Linked DNA regions of Zea mays: region 2 is linked to region 1. The links are chromatin contacts, called in public Hi-C maps. All regions are on one chromosome and are shown on one strand. Each heading gives the region's core, a stretch centred on a gene start, on an enhancer-like site or on the middle of the called end of the contact. The rest is flanking DNA. Distances are from core to core; before and after follow the strand shown. Region 1 holds the start of LOC100279505 (RNA-splicing protein MRS3). Region 2 holds the start of LOC103639262 (rab3 GTPase-activating protein catalytic subunit).

Region 1 (5,859 bases), core at 1,686-4,185:
TTGATCTCTTGTTTGTGTCTTGGAGTGAAGTCTAGAGCTCTTGTATTGAATGCAATTGCTGGAAAACTTGGACGCCTTGAATGGTGGTGGTTGGGGGTATTTATAGCCCCAACTACCAAAACAACCGTTGGGGAGGGCTGCTGCGCCAGCCACGTCACCCAACCGTTAGGGTTCAGACGGTTTCGACCGTTGGAGCTGTGACAGCCTGGGCCACCGGACAGTCCGGTGTCGCACCGGACAGACACTGCTCACTGTCCGGTGTGCCTTCTGGCGCTGCTCTGACTCTGCGCGAATTGTTCGCGCACTGTTCACGTTGCAGGCGATCGTTGGAGTCGACCGTTGCGCTTGGGAGCCTTTGCTCCGCTGGCACACCGGACAGTCCGGTGAATTATAGCGGAGCGCGGACTCAGAAAGCCGAAGGTGAAGAGTTTGAAGTCGATCCACCCTGGTGCACCGGACACTGTCCGGTGCGCCAGACCAGGATTCACTTCGGTTTCTTTTGCTCCTTCCTTTTGAACCCTAACTTTAATCTTTTTATTGGTTTGTGCTGAACCTTTGGCACCTGTAGAACATATAATCTAGAGCAAACTAGTTAGTCCAATTATTTGTGTTGGGCAATTCAACCACCAAAACCATTTAGGAAAATGTTTGACCCTATTTCCCTTTCACCTTCTCTTTGAGTTACTATAACATTGACTTGTAATATTATAGACCCAGCTAGAAGAAGAGATGAGGGAACGTCAAGAGATGGAGGCGAGGATGATGGTGGAGCGGGAGGTGGAGTGGGCGGCTTGCCTGGCAGATTAGCAGAGGATGGCAGAGATGTTCGAATACATGCAGAGCTTTGGCGCCGCACAGGGTTTCGCTCCGGCACCTCCATTGTTCCCTACAATTGACCCTACTATGTTTTTATACTCCTGTGAGTATTAAAATTGTAGTTAAATATTGGTAATGCATCTGATATAACACATGCAATCTCTTCTCTATGCAGGGTCAATCTGGGGCGGCATCCAACAACCCTCATGAACCGCCCAGCCCATCGCAGCACCAATCCAACCACCCACCTCTATGAGAGTTATGTTTTAGTGTTCAGGCTTCAGATACTTACGTTAGAGCTTGAGACTTATGTTTTGATACTTCTGAACTTGTGTTGATACTTATGTTTGTGTTGAGAACTTGTATATTAATGTTTGTATTGGATATTTATGTCTGTGATGATATTTGTGATGTATATATGTGATATATGTGATAATATTTGTGATGTATCTTTTGTTTGTTTGGATGGAATAGAAAAAACAAATAAAAAAGGTGTGTACTGATCACTTTGCCGAGTGTTACACTCGGCAAATAGGGGCTTTGACGAGTGTTAGGGTCATAGCACTCGGCAAAGAACCAATACCTGGGCACAGGTATAGCTTTTTTGCTGAGTGTGGTGGCCCTGACACTCGGCAAAGAGGCGCGCTTTGCCGAGTGCCATACAGAGCACTCGGCAAAGAACCTGACAAAGAGACCCGCTTACGAATTCTTTGCCGAGTGTCACCTAGAACACTCGGTAAAGACGCCGTCTCCATCAGCCCGGCGCCGTGACGGTCGCTTTTCTTTGTCGAGTATCGTTTGACACTCGGCAAAGTCTGTGCCGATTGCCCGAGAAAAAGTACTCGGCAAAGAAATCTTTCTCGATGTACTGTTCGTCTAGCCCTATTTGCCGAGTGCGACACTCGGCAAATACTTTGCCGAGTGTTTTTCGGGCTTTACCGAGTGCTTCAGTCACTCGACAAATACTTTGCCGAGTGTTTTTCGGACTTTACCGAGTGCTTCAGTCACTCAGCAAAGCACTGATTCCGGTAGTGATTTGCGCTGTATTATATAATCAGAAGAGATTATGATTCAAAGCAAACAGCGTCTAAATCACTGTATCCTCGGCGGGGGAACGAGGGGTCGGTCTCCATTGGGATCTCTAGTACAGAGTGTTATTCCAAGATATCACTGGTGTAAGAAAATTTTATACACTTCAGTGCTTTCATATTCCCAGTAGCTGTAATTCGTCTGCGTATGATATTATTAGGCCCTGTTCGGTTGTTCCGGATTGGAGGCCCGGATTAATTCCTAGCCGGATTACTTCTCTAATTTATATAGATTTTGATGAGTTGAAATGAATCCTGGCTCATTCCGGTACAACCGAACGGGCCCTTAGGCAGTGCCCAGTACTTCGATGCTCACTTGGTTAATCGAGAGGCCTAGGATCCGAGTCTCCAAAAACTACCAGGCCGCCGCTGCCCTCCTATTTTTTCCCCTTCCACAGCCACCGTGTTGGAGTAGCATTTTTTTCCTCCCTCGGTCCTGAACCTGGAGGAACATCCGAAGAGTCAGTCTCACGTACCAATGCAGCCTAAGCAAGTTGATAACAGCCCACTGTGTCGTCTCTAATCGTGAAATTGGTGGTCCGTGGATCTGGAACCCTGCAAATTTGGTGCTGTTGACCTGCGATCCTCGTGTTCCACTTGCCTTTCTCGTCGCCCTTTATTTCTTCCAATATCACACGTACAATGGCACTCGCAAATGGGCTTCAACTTTACAAATACTAGAAAACTTGGTTAGCCGCCCAGGTCAAAAGCGCCCAACACAAAACAGAATCAGCCGCCTTTTAAAAAAAACAGAACTAGACCACGACTTCGTCTCTGCACCAGCAGAAACAAAAGCCAACTTCGTCCTCCTTATAAACCAGATGATAATTAGCAGATTTTTCGAATAACTTAAAGTACCAATTGGGCTTACCCATAGCAAATCAAATCAAATCAAGAAATATGGAACTACAAACCCGAGGGATGGCCAGCACGTAACTGTTCAGAAGCCGAAAAACCGGATTGATCGAAACGAGAAGAACTTGGCCCCGTCCCCTCCTCCTGAATGGCGACATCCTCCTCCCCCTCAAATCTCTCCTCTTTATCTCCCCCAGTCCCCCTCCTCCTCGTGCGATTCGCCCCGTGCTCCCCTCTCAAAACCCTAGCCCTACCACAGCCGCCCCTCCATGGCTGCGGATTTCCGCACCCCAGACCGCCTCCTTCCCGCCACGGCTGAGGAGCCGACGACCCCGCAGGGCCGCCCTCCCAGTCCGGTGCTTAGCAGCCCCGCCGTCCCCGACGCTACCCACGATGACCTCCGCTTCTGGCAGTACATGCTCGCCGGCTCCGTCGCCGGCGTCGTCGAGCACACGGCGATGTTCCCCGTCGACACTCTGAAGACGCACATGCAGGCCAGCGCGCCGCCGTGCCGGCCGGCTCTGTCGCTGCGGGCGGCCCTGCGCAACGCCGTGGCCGGCGAGGGCGGCGCCCTCGCCCTTTACCGGGGACTCCCGGCCATGGCGCTCGGCGCGGGCCCCGCTCACGCCGTCTACTTCTCCGTCTACGAGCTCGCCAAGTCGGCCCTCACCGACCGCCTCGGCCCCAACAACCCCGCCGCGCACGCCGCCTCGGGGGTCGTCGCGACCGTGGCCAGCGACGCGGTCTTCACGCCTATGGACACCGTCAAGCAGCGGCTGCAGCTCACCAGCAGCCCCTACACGGGCGTAGGGCACTGCGTCCGCACCGTGCTGCGAGACGAGGGGCCTAGCGCCTTCTTCGTTTCCTACCGGACAACCGTGGTCATGAACGCGCCTTACACCGCCGTCCACTTTGCCACCTACGAGGCGGCCAAGCGGATGCTCGGGGACATTGCCGCCGAGGAGGAGTCCCTCGCCGTACACGCCACTGCTGGGGCCGCAGCCGGGGCGCTTGCCGCGGCGGTCACCACGCCCTTCGATGTTGTCAAGACGCAGCTACAGTGCCAGGTGAAGATCTAGTCTACTTGATTTGTAATCTGATCAAAGCTCTGATTTTTAATGCTCTGCAACAATATTAGAGCTGATCTGAGTGATTTCTGATGGTTTACCCACCAAAAGGGAGGGAACTCTTATAGGATCTAGTTATCCTATTCATCTCTAAGATTATTGGAAACAGTTGTGCGATGAAGTTAGTAGCCTCTTGTCATCTTGTGTTCGTTTGATGTGCTAGTGGTGATTACTGCTCTAAGGATGCCCGGTGGCACTACTGTGGAAGCATAGTGACATAGCAACAAAACTATTTTAGTTCTGCCGCCATTGAACAGTGAGATGTAATTTTGAGAGCCTGTTTGGAATGCAGAAATTTCACAGGAAAAATGTAGTATTTGGGAAGAAGTCCCATGTTTCAAAATGGGATCTGGGCCACATGTCCGTCTAAGGACTAGATTCATGTTGTATCAAGAAGGGCAGACCCATTGCACTGACGGGAGCTGTCTCAGTGAGTAACTAGGTCATGGGTTTGAAGCAGCCTCTCCGAAAACACTTGCCACTTATGTGGGAGTCTCCGGCACTAAAAAAAACTTGGCCACGAAGGGAAAGACTGTCCTCCTGGTATTATATTAAGAAAAGATCGAAACATGGTCCCGATCGAGAAAATCCCCGACCCCCATCACTAGCAGGTCGTCATCGTCCACTCTGCAACGACCCAGCCGGAGGGTGGCGCGTCAGACGTAACCCGAGAGCGGGCGGGGCACGACGATAGGGCTGGAAAAAAGCTCGAAGCTCGCGAGCCGACTCGAGCTCGAAGCGGCTCGCGAGCCGAGCCAGGTTTTTGAGCTCGTTGAGGCAACGAGCCGAGCCGAGCCGCTCTGGCTCATGAGCCGGCTCGCGAGCTGCACAAAAATAATTAACCTACACAATGATGATGGATATTGGATAATTTTATAGATATATGACTCGTTTCTTAGTCTTTAATGATGTATATATAACAATTATAATTTAAATTACTTGTAATGTCATGTGATGATTATTTATTTCATATTTATAGACCATTAATTCACTATATAATGCAATATTAGTTTTCAAGGTGCAGCTCGCGAGCCGAGCCTCTTTTTACAGCTCGGTGAGTAGGCGAGTCGAGTCGAGCTGGAGGTGCTACTTGGAAGCCTTAATCATTACGCTAGAGGCCCTTTTGCAGCCTCCGGCACTAGGTCTATCTTTTTTATTCATGTTGTATCAATTTTGGATATAAGAATTAAGAGAGATCAATGCCAAAGCGATAGGTATAATTGTTTGATGCTATAGAGATGTGACCTGCAAGTTTGTGATGAAAATCAAAGGGGGATTTCCTAGAAACCAACTTTGAAGTTCAAACTTTGGGCCTTCAAATATGTTTGACTAACCTGTCTAGTACTTAACACAACATCAATTTAGAATTCTAGATTGCAGTCTCCACTGATTGTGTGTTCTCTTTCTAGTGTACTCCTTTGTTTTTACCCTGGTGAAATATGTTGTTTGGTTGTCGTATCACTTGCGGCATGTGTTCAAAGAAGTTTAAATGTATGATTGTCTGGCTATGTTTAAGTTAAACATTCTTGTTAATAACCAGTTGTTCTTGTTGACTTATCCGTCTGTGTTTCTCTTTCGGTAGCTTACGCTTTCTACATTGATTCCACCAGCTTCCATGATCTACATTGATTATGCTAGCTTAAACATGATATAAGAAAAAAAAAACAATGGATACACATGAAAAGAACATGAAAACAACCTGGGAAGGCTTTTCCTGTAACATATAGACCACTGTGACTTGCTTGAATATTGTTTTAAATGCTTTTTATTTAATTCTTGAATTGTATACTGAAATCATAGTGTTTCCTATTCTACTGGAACTGGAAGTTATCAAGTGCAAATGCACCATTAAGTGGATCATGAAATGTTTCTTGGTTTGGGTGCTGCAAAATAAATAATTTTCTGACAGATAAAGAATGCTGGTAAAAGACGTGATTTGGTAGTTATCGTTTGCAAGCACTCGTGATTAGCTT
Region 2 (6,193 bases), core at 1,809-4,308, 190 kb before region 1:
TGTTTGACTTAGAGATAGAGATTTGAGTTTGATTTGCAAAAACAAACCAAGTGGTGGCAAAGGATGATCCATATATGCCAAAATTGAATCAAAATAAACTTGAGTTTTATTTGAAGTGATTTTGCACTTGTTCTAGTTGCTTTATGTTGTGTTGGCATAAATCACAAAAAAGGGGGAGATTGAAAGGGAAATGTGCCCTTGGGCCATTTCTAAGTATTTTGGTGATTGAGTGCAAACACAAGTGCTTAAATGTGAATCTATGCCCATGGATGAACAAAGTGCAAATCACAAGTAAAGGTATGTTTCTAAGCCTTAGTACATTGGTTTTGTGTACTAATATACTTGTCTAAGTGTTAGAAACAGAGAGAAGAAGAAAAGAAAAGAGATGGAAAAAGACTTGGCTGTGTACAGCCAAGACTCAGCTCTGTCTGGCACACCGGACTGTCCGGTGGCGCACCGGACAGTGTCCGGTGCACCAGGCAGACTCGGCGCGAAGTAGCTGCTCTCGGGAATTCGCCGACGGCGTACGGCTATAATTCACCGGACTGTCCGGTGTGCACCGGACTGTCCGGTGTGCACCGGACTGTCCGGTGAGCCAACGGTCGGCCGGGCCAACGGTCGGCCGCGCGATCTGCGCGAGACACGTGGCCGAGCCAACGGTCGGAAGGGGGCACCGGACTGTCCGGTGTGCACCGGACATGTCCGGTGCGCCAACGGCTCCCAGATCTGCAACGGTCGGCAGCGCTGGTTAAGGAAAGAAATCGGGCACCGGACAGTGTCCGGTGTGCACCGGACTGTCCGGTGCACCCGACGACAGAAGGCAAAGATGGCCTTCCAGATTTGCTCTCAACGGCTCCTAGCTGCCTTGGGGCTATAAAAGGGACCCCTAGGCGCATGGAGAAGACACACAAGCAACCTTAGAGCATTCTTGATCATCCACACTCAGTCTTTGCGCATTCGTTTGTCATTCTCAGTGATTCGAGCTCCGTTCTAGTGAGAACTTTGAGATAGTCTTTTGAGCTCGTTTCTTGGCCGTGTGTGTGCGCATTTTGCTGTGGATTTGTGTGTGTTGCTTCCCTCCCTTACTCCGTATTTCTTTGTGAATCTCAAGTGTAAGGGCGAGAGGCTCCAAGTTGTGGAGATTCCTCGCAAACGGGATATTGAAAAGAAAAGCATAACACTGTGGTATTCAAGTTGATCATTGGATCACTTGAGAGGAGTTGAGTGCAACTCTCGTCCGTTGGGACGCCACAACGTGGAGTAGGCAAGCGTTGGTCTTGGCCGAACCACGGGATAAATCACTGTGTCTTCTCTGTGTTGAACTTCTTGTGATTATCATATTGTGCAAGATCTTCGTTCTAGCCACTTGGCATTAACTGTGCTAACGCTTAACAAGTTTTTGTGGCTATAAGTATTGAGTTTTACAGGATCACCTATTCACCCCCCTCTAGGTGCTCTCACCTAGGCGCATGGAGCAGAAAACCAAACAGTCTTTGAACACACTACAACTCTGGATCTTTGTGACCACACTATTGTTTTGCTAGAGAGAGATTTCGGAGCGTTCTTAAGCTATAACTTTGTCATTGTGTTTCGTGCGCTCTCTCTTTTCACTTGTGTGCGTGTTGTTGTTGTGTTGTGCTCTTGTGTGAGTTTTTACTCACATCCTTGCTCCGATTTTGTTTGTAATCAATTGTGTAAGACATGAAAGCTCCAAATTGTGGAGATTCCTCACAACAGGATTTTGGTATAAGGAAGATATTTGTGGCACTCAAGTTTGATCTTTGAATCACTTAAGAGGGGTTAAGTGCAATCCTTGTTCAAAGGAGGTCACCACAACGTGGAGTAGACATTGGTCGAACCATGGTAAAAATCGCTGTGTCACTTGTCCATTTTCTTATTGCGACTACTATCTTCTCGAGCTCTCACCTCTCTTGCAATATTGTTACTAAGTTTAATACTTTTATTAATCGAGTAATCAAGAGAAGAATTTTCTCTCCATCTCTTGTCTCATCCTAACTTGGTTTTAGTTCTCACTAACACTTATTATAAACCAAATTTGTGTTGTTTAAAGTTGATTTTTGCAGGATCACCTATTCACCCCTCTAGGTGCTATCACCGGGTGGGACATGTGCGTCCGGTGTCAAGAACACGACATCGTCCTCCAAGGCCCTCTGGGTGTGTTTGGTTGCAATAACAGGACGGGACGGGATGAGACGATCTCTAAAATAAGGTTGTTTGGTTCAGGGTCAAGGGTTGGGACAGAACTATCACAATGTTATCCCCCAGTTATCCCTCAAAATTGGAGGGACGGGAGAGGATATCAGGGAATGTTCCTGTCCTTGCTGTCCCGCAACCAAACACACCCTAAAATAATAGTCAGTAAAAGTTTAATCAGAATTCGGTAATGATTACAGTATTTAGTTAAGTTGATTTAAAAGGAGAGAATATAGTGGGTGTTTGGTTTGAGGAATCATTCAATCCAAAATGAGGTGGTGCATTATGGATCTATTTCTCAAATTTGGTGGGATGACTCTATTCCTCATGTTAGTACTAACTAACTATGATAAATGATGGTGATGAGTTAACTCATTCCATTATACAAACCAAACAAAATAGGTGAGGAGCGAGAAGATGATAGACTATAACTTATTCTTCAAACCAAACAAAATGTTTGTGGTGACAATGGAGTACTCGTTTAGAATATATGGTGAAGTGCAGCTAGCACATGCTGCATCTGAACGCTAAAATCATCTGTAACCGTTATTAAACCATTTTCCACATTAACGATCCAATCACGGTTAATAGATGAGATTTATAGGGTGTTTGGTTTCTATGGACTAATGTTTAGTCCCTTTGTTTTATTCCTTTTTAGTCTATAAATTGCTAAATATAGAAACTAAAATAAAGTTTTAGTTTCTATATTTGTCAATTTTAGAACTAAAATGGAATAAAATGTAGGGACTAAACATTAGTCCCTAGAAACCAAACACCCCTTTAATCTATACCATCTATTCTTAACAAATAAAAGAAAATCTGTACAGAGCCTTGAATTATACCGGCCCAGCCCTGCATAGGACTACTCCCATCCTGTGAGCCCGCGGCTGTAGAAACTGTCGTGTGTGTGACGAGTTTACCAGCGTACGGTGCCACAATCACCGTCACCAGAAGCACGAACAGAGAACTCGGACCGTCGGTCGACGAGGCATCGGCCATCGACGCAACACTCTCCTCCGCTTCCCTTCTCCTCAGTCGCGGCTCACCCCCTCCCCCTTGCCGATCTAACGGGAACGCGTCTCACAGCTTCCACGCGACTGCACCGTGCCACCCGAGGCTCGCCCCCGCTGAGCCAGCGGAGCGAATCTCCATGGCCTCCACATCCTCCTCCAGGTACGCGAAACATCGTCGGATCGGAGAGGACGATGAGTTGGAGGAGGTTGAGGAGGAGGCCGAAGAGGAGGTATTCGCGCTTTTGCTTCCTTCACGCCTGTGCTCGTAGTTCGGGTTCGATATTTTGGACCAATCGCGTTTGGTTTGGTACTGCCTTTGCGTGATGTGGATTGATATTGGCGTATTGCGCTTTAGTTGCTAGGTTCACAGTTTCAATTGCTGAAGTTTCTGGGCTACTTTGGGAGAAATCAACGGTGTTTTGCTCGCCAAAACCTGCTAGCAATGCATTGGCCTGCAGTTCACGATTCACGAGTGTGTTGGTCACTTGATGTGCTATTTAGGCCCCCTTCGGAACACCGGATTTTTTTCCCGATCCTGTGTTTTTCATTTGAAAAATGAACTGATTCCTGTGAAATTCATATACAATTCTTGATTCCTGTGAAATTCCTATATAGTTTCGTGTGAAATTCCTGCCTTCCAAAGGGGCAGAGTGTTTTGCTTCATAGCATGCATTTGCACGTTTCCTGTAAGAGGCGGAAATACCTGACATTTTTTTCTTTTGGGTTCCTATGTGACAATACTCTGTATGATGATTGATGCTCAATTGCATAATATGTGCCTGTTCATCATGCTACTCGCTTGGTAACTGCAGCTTCCATGCCTTGTTGGGTACCATTTGCCACACTGTTTCGATTGGGAGCATGTAACTTGACATCTTGTAGCTAGTGCTAGTTTTTCTACACTGTTGCTTTATTAGGCTGACTGTGTGCAGCACTGCAGCTCCATGCATTTAAGAAGTCAACATTCTGTTGAGATGGAAAATATGTATTGATTTATTATTTCATTTCTGTCAACAGCTTGAGCGGTTCGATGATTTCACCATTGCTTCGTCATGGGAAAAGTACTGCAAATCTGCAATAATGCTTACAGTGATGCTATCCAAGTTTATTATCCTCATGTTTGGTCAATTTTACTTATGCATAAAGGATTGTTAACAGTTTCTTAACATCTAGGTTTATATCTGAGATAGAGGCTATTTGCCGTCAATGGCTTGCAGATGGCGCAAAGATCTTAATGGTAGAGCTCTGTATGGGGACCTAATATTCATCCTTGTGTGATAATTGATTAATCAGTTAGCTAACATATATTCTTGTAGCAAAAAGGTGCAGAGGGTGTTCCTCCTTTTGAAAACTTATATATGATCAAGCGTGAATTGAAGCATGGGAAAAGAGTCTATTCTATGGAGTACCATTTCATGAAATCTGCAAAAGGTGAGTTTATTTGGTTAAACTATAATACTTTCAGCAAGCTTGTAGAAGGGCAGACCTGGTGATGTAGAAGGGCAGACCATTTCATGAAATCGAAGCAGCCTCTTCACATTTGCGGAGGGAAGACTTGCCTTGGTTTATCCCTTCTCCAGAACCCACTCATGTGGTAGGCTTTGGAACTAGGTCTGCCTTTTTTTACTTTAAGCAAGCTTGTACAGTTGTACGTCATGTTATTTTCCTCCAAATAGCTTTGCTTATTGTTCTTTTTTCTCAATACTCAGTCACTAATATCTATCTGTAGGTCAAAACTCATATTGGGACGATGACACACATAGCATGCAGCTCTCATTTGGAGTTGATGAGTTTTTGGTACTCCCTCCGTTCTTTTTTATTTGTCATGTTTTAGTTCAAAAATAAACTAGCGGACGACAAATATTCAAGAACAGAGGTAGTATTATTTTATTTGTTGCTTTTAGTCCAGTTATACAAGCACCCATTACATGTTTTTTCTGCTGGGTGCATTTGTTTTTTAGGGGAAAACAGCAAGGGAGACCCTTGCTGTGGTGTATATTTATAAATATATATAAACACAAAATAAAATAAAAAATAAAAAACACATTACAAACTTAAAAATTCATGGAGAGAAGAGAGGCTAGCTAAAGGACTGAACGAGGGAGCAGAAAGCATCCTTCTTAGAAGAGTTCAATCTATGAGCTTGAAGAAAAGCCTCAGCAAGATCCTTTCCAAGATGAGAGAGAGGGCATTTTTGCTTCAAAGATGAGTCCGTTGCGTAGCTTCCAGATCTCCCAAGCCCCAATGATCATTAGCTCCATGAAGAAAGGGTGTTGAGTCTGGCGACGCACTCTCTTTAGCATGCCATTGAAATCACAATGAAGCTGCCACTGGATTCCAATCTGAGCCCGCTGGGTGCATTTGTTACTTCAAATATTTGTTTTTTTCTTGTACAGAGTTCTATTTCAGTATAAAGCAATTGCACGTTTGCAGTTTGCCAACCTGAATTACGGTGCAGCAATTTTTTATGTACCTTTCTAAAAAAATTGCCAAGCTCTAATATGTAGTGGAGCACCCAGCACTAAATCTTAATAATTGTGCCCAAGCTAGTTTGCATCATTCAACTCACTAATCGTAGTGTTTTTATGTGCTCACAGATAATTGCTCCGCTGAGTGCCAGTGGTGTGATCCTCGATGATCCAGAATCAACTAAGCTTTTGAGTTCTGTAGCAATTGCTCTTTCTAATTGTGGCAGGTTAGTAAGTTCTAAATATTACCGATTTCTTAACGAGCATTATCACTGTCATTTTACCTAATGATTTTGCATTTAGCAATTGGCCAGCGTTTGTACCAGTTCACGACCCTTCACGGAAAGCCTATATAGGGATTCAAAATCTGGGAACTGTATTTACTCGAAGATTTGAAGCTGACCGAATTGGTAGTCAAGTGCCAATAAGACTCATGCATCTGGAGGGGTTACATGAGCTATTTCTGTCAAAATTTGTGAGTCTGAAAGCTTTTACTGT

The links. Hi-C and Micro-C count contacts between places; a contact is called where the count stands out from the background.
Region 2: a Hi-C map of leaf shows a contact between it and region 1, with 7 times the contacts expected there. The contact joins the promoter of LOC103639262 here to the promoter of LOC100279505 in region 1. A contact is called at or near these places in 2 of 25 Hi-C or Micro-C datasets (both in leaf).

What each region holds. Positions count from the first base shown.
Region 1 is chr9:143,176,871-143,182,729 of Zm-B73-REFERENCE-NAM-5.0, reverse strand. It overlaps LOC100279505 (RNA-splicing protein MRS3), which reads left to right and starts at 2,935. Exons shown (of 2, transcript NM_001152505.1): 1 at 2,935-3,826. The coding sequence starts at 3,029.
Region 2 is chr9:143,370,118-143,376,310 of Zm-B73-REFERENCE-NAM-5.0, reverse strand. It overlaps LOC103639262 (rab3 GTPase-activating protein catalytic subunit), which reads left to right and starts at 3,058. Exons shown (of 21, transcript XM_008662017.4): 1 at 3,058-3,457; 2 at 4,245-4,288; 3 at 4,401-4,464; 4 at 4,544-4,658; 5 at 4,957-5,024; 6 at 5,825-5,922; 7 at 5,999-6,170. The coding sequence starts at 3,365.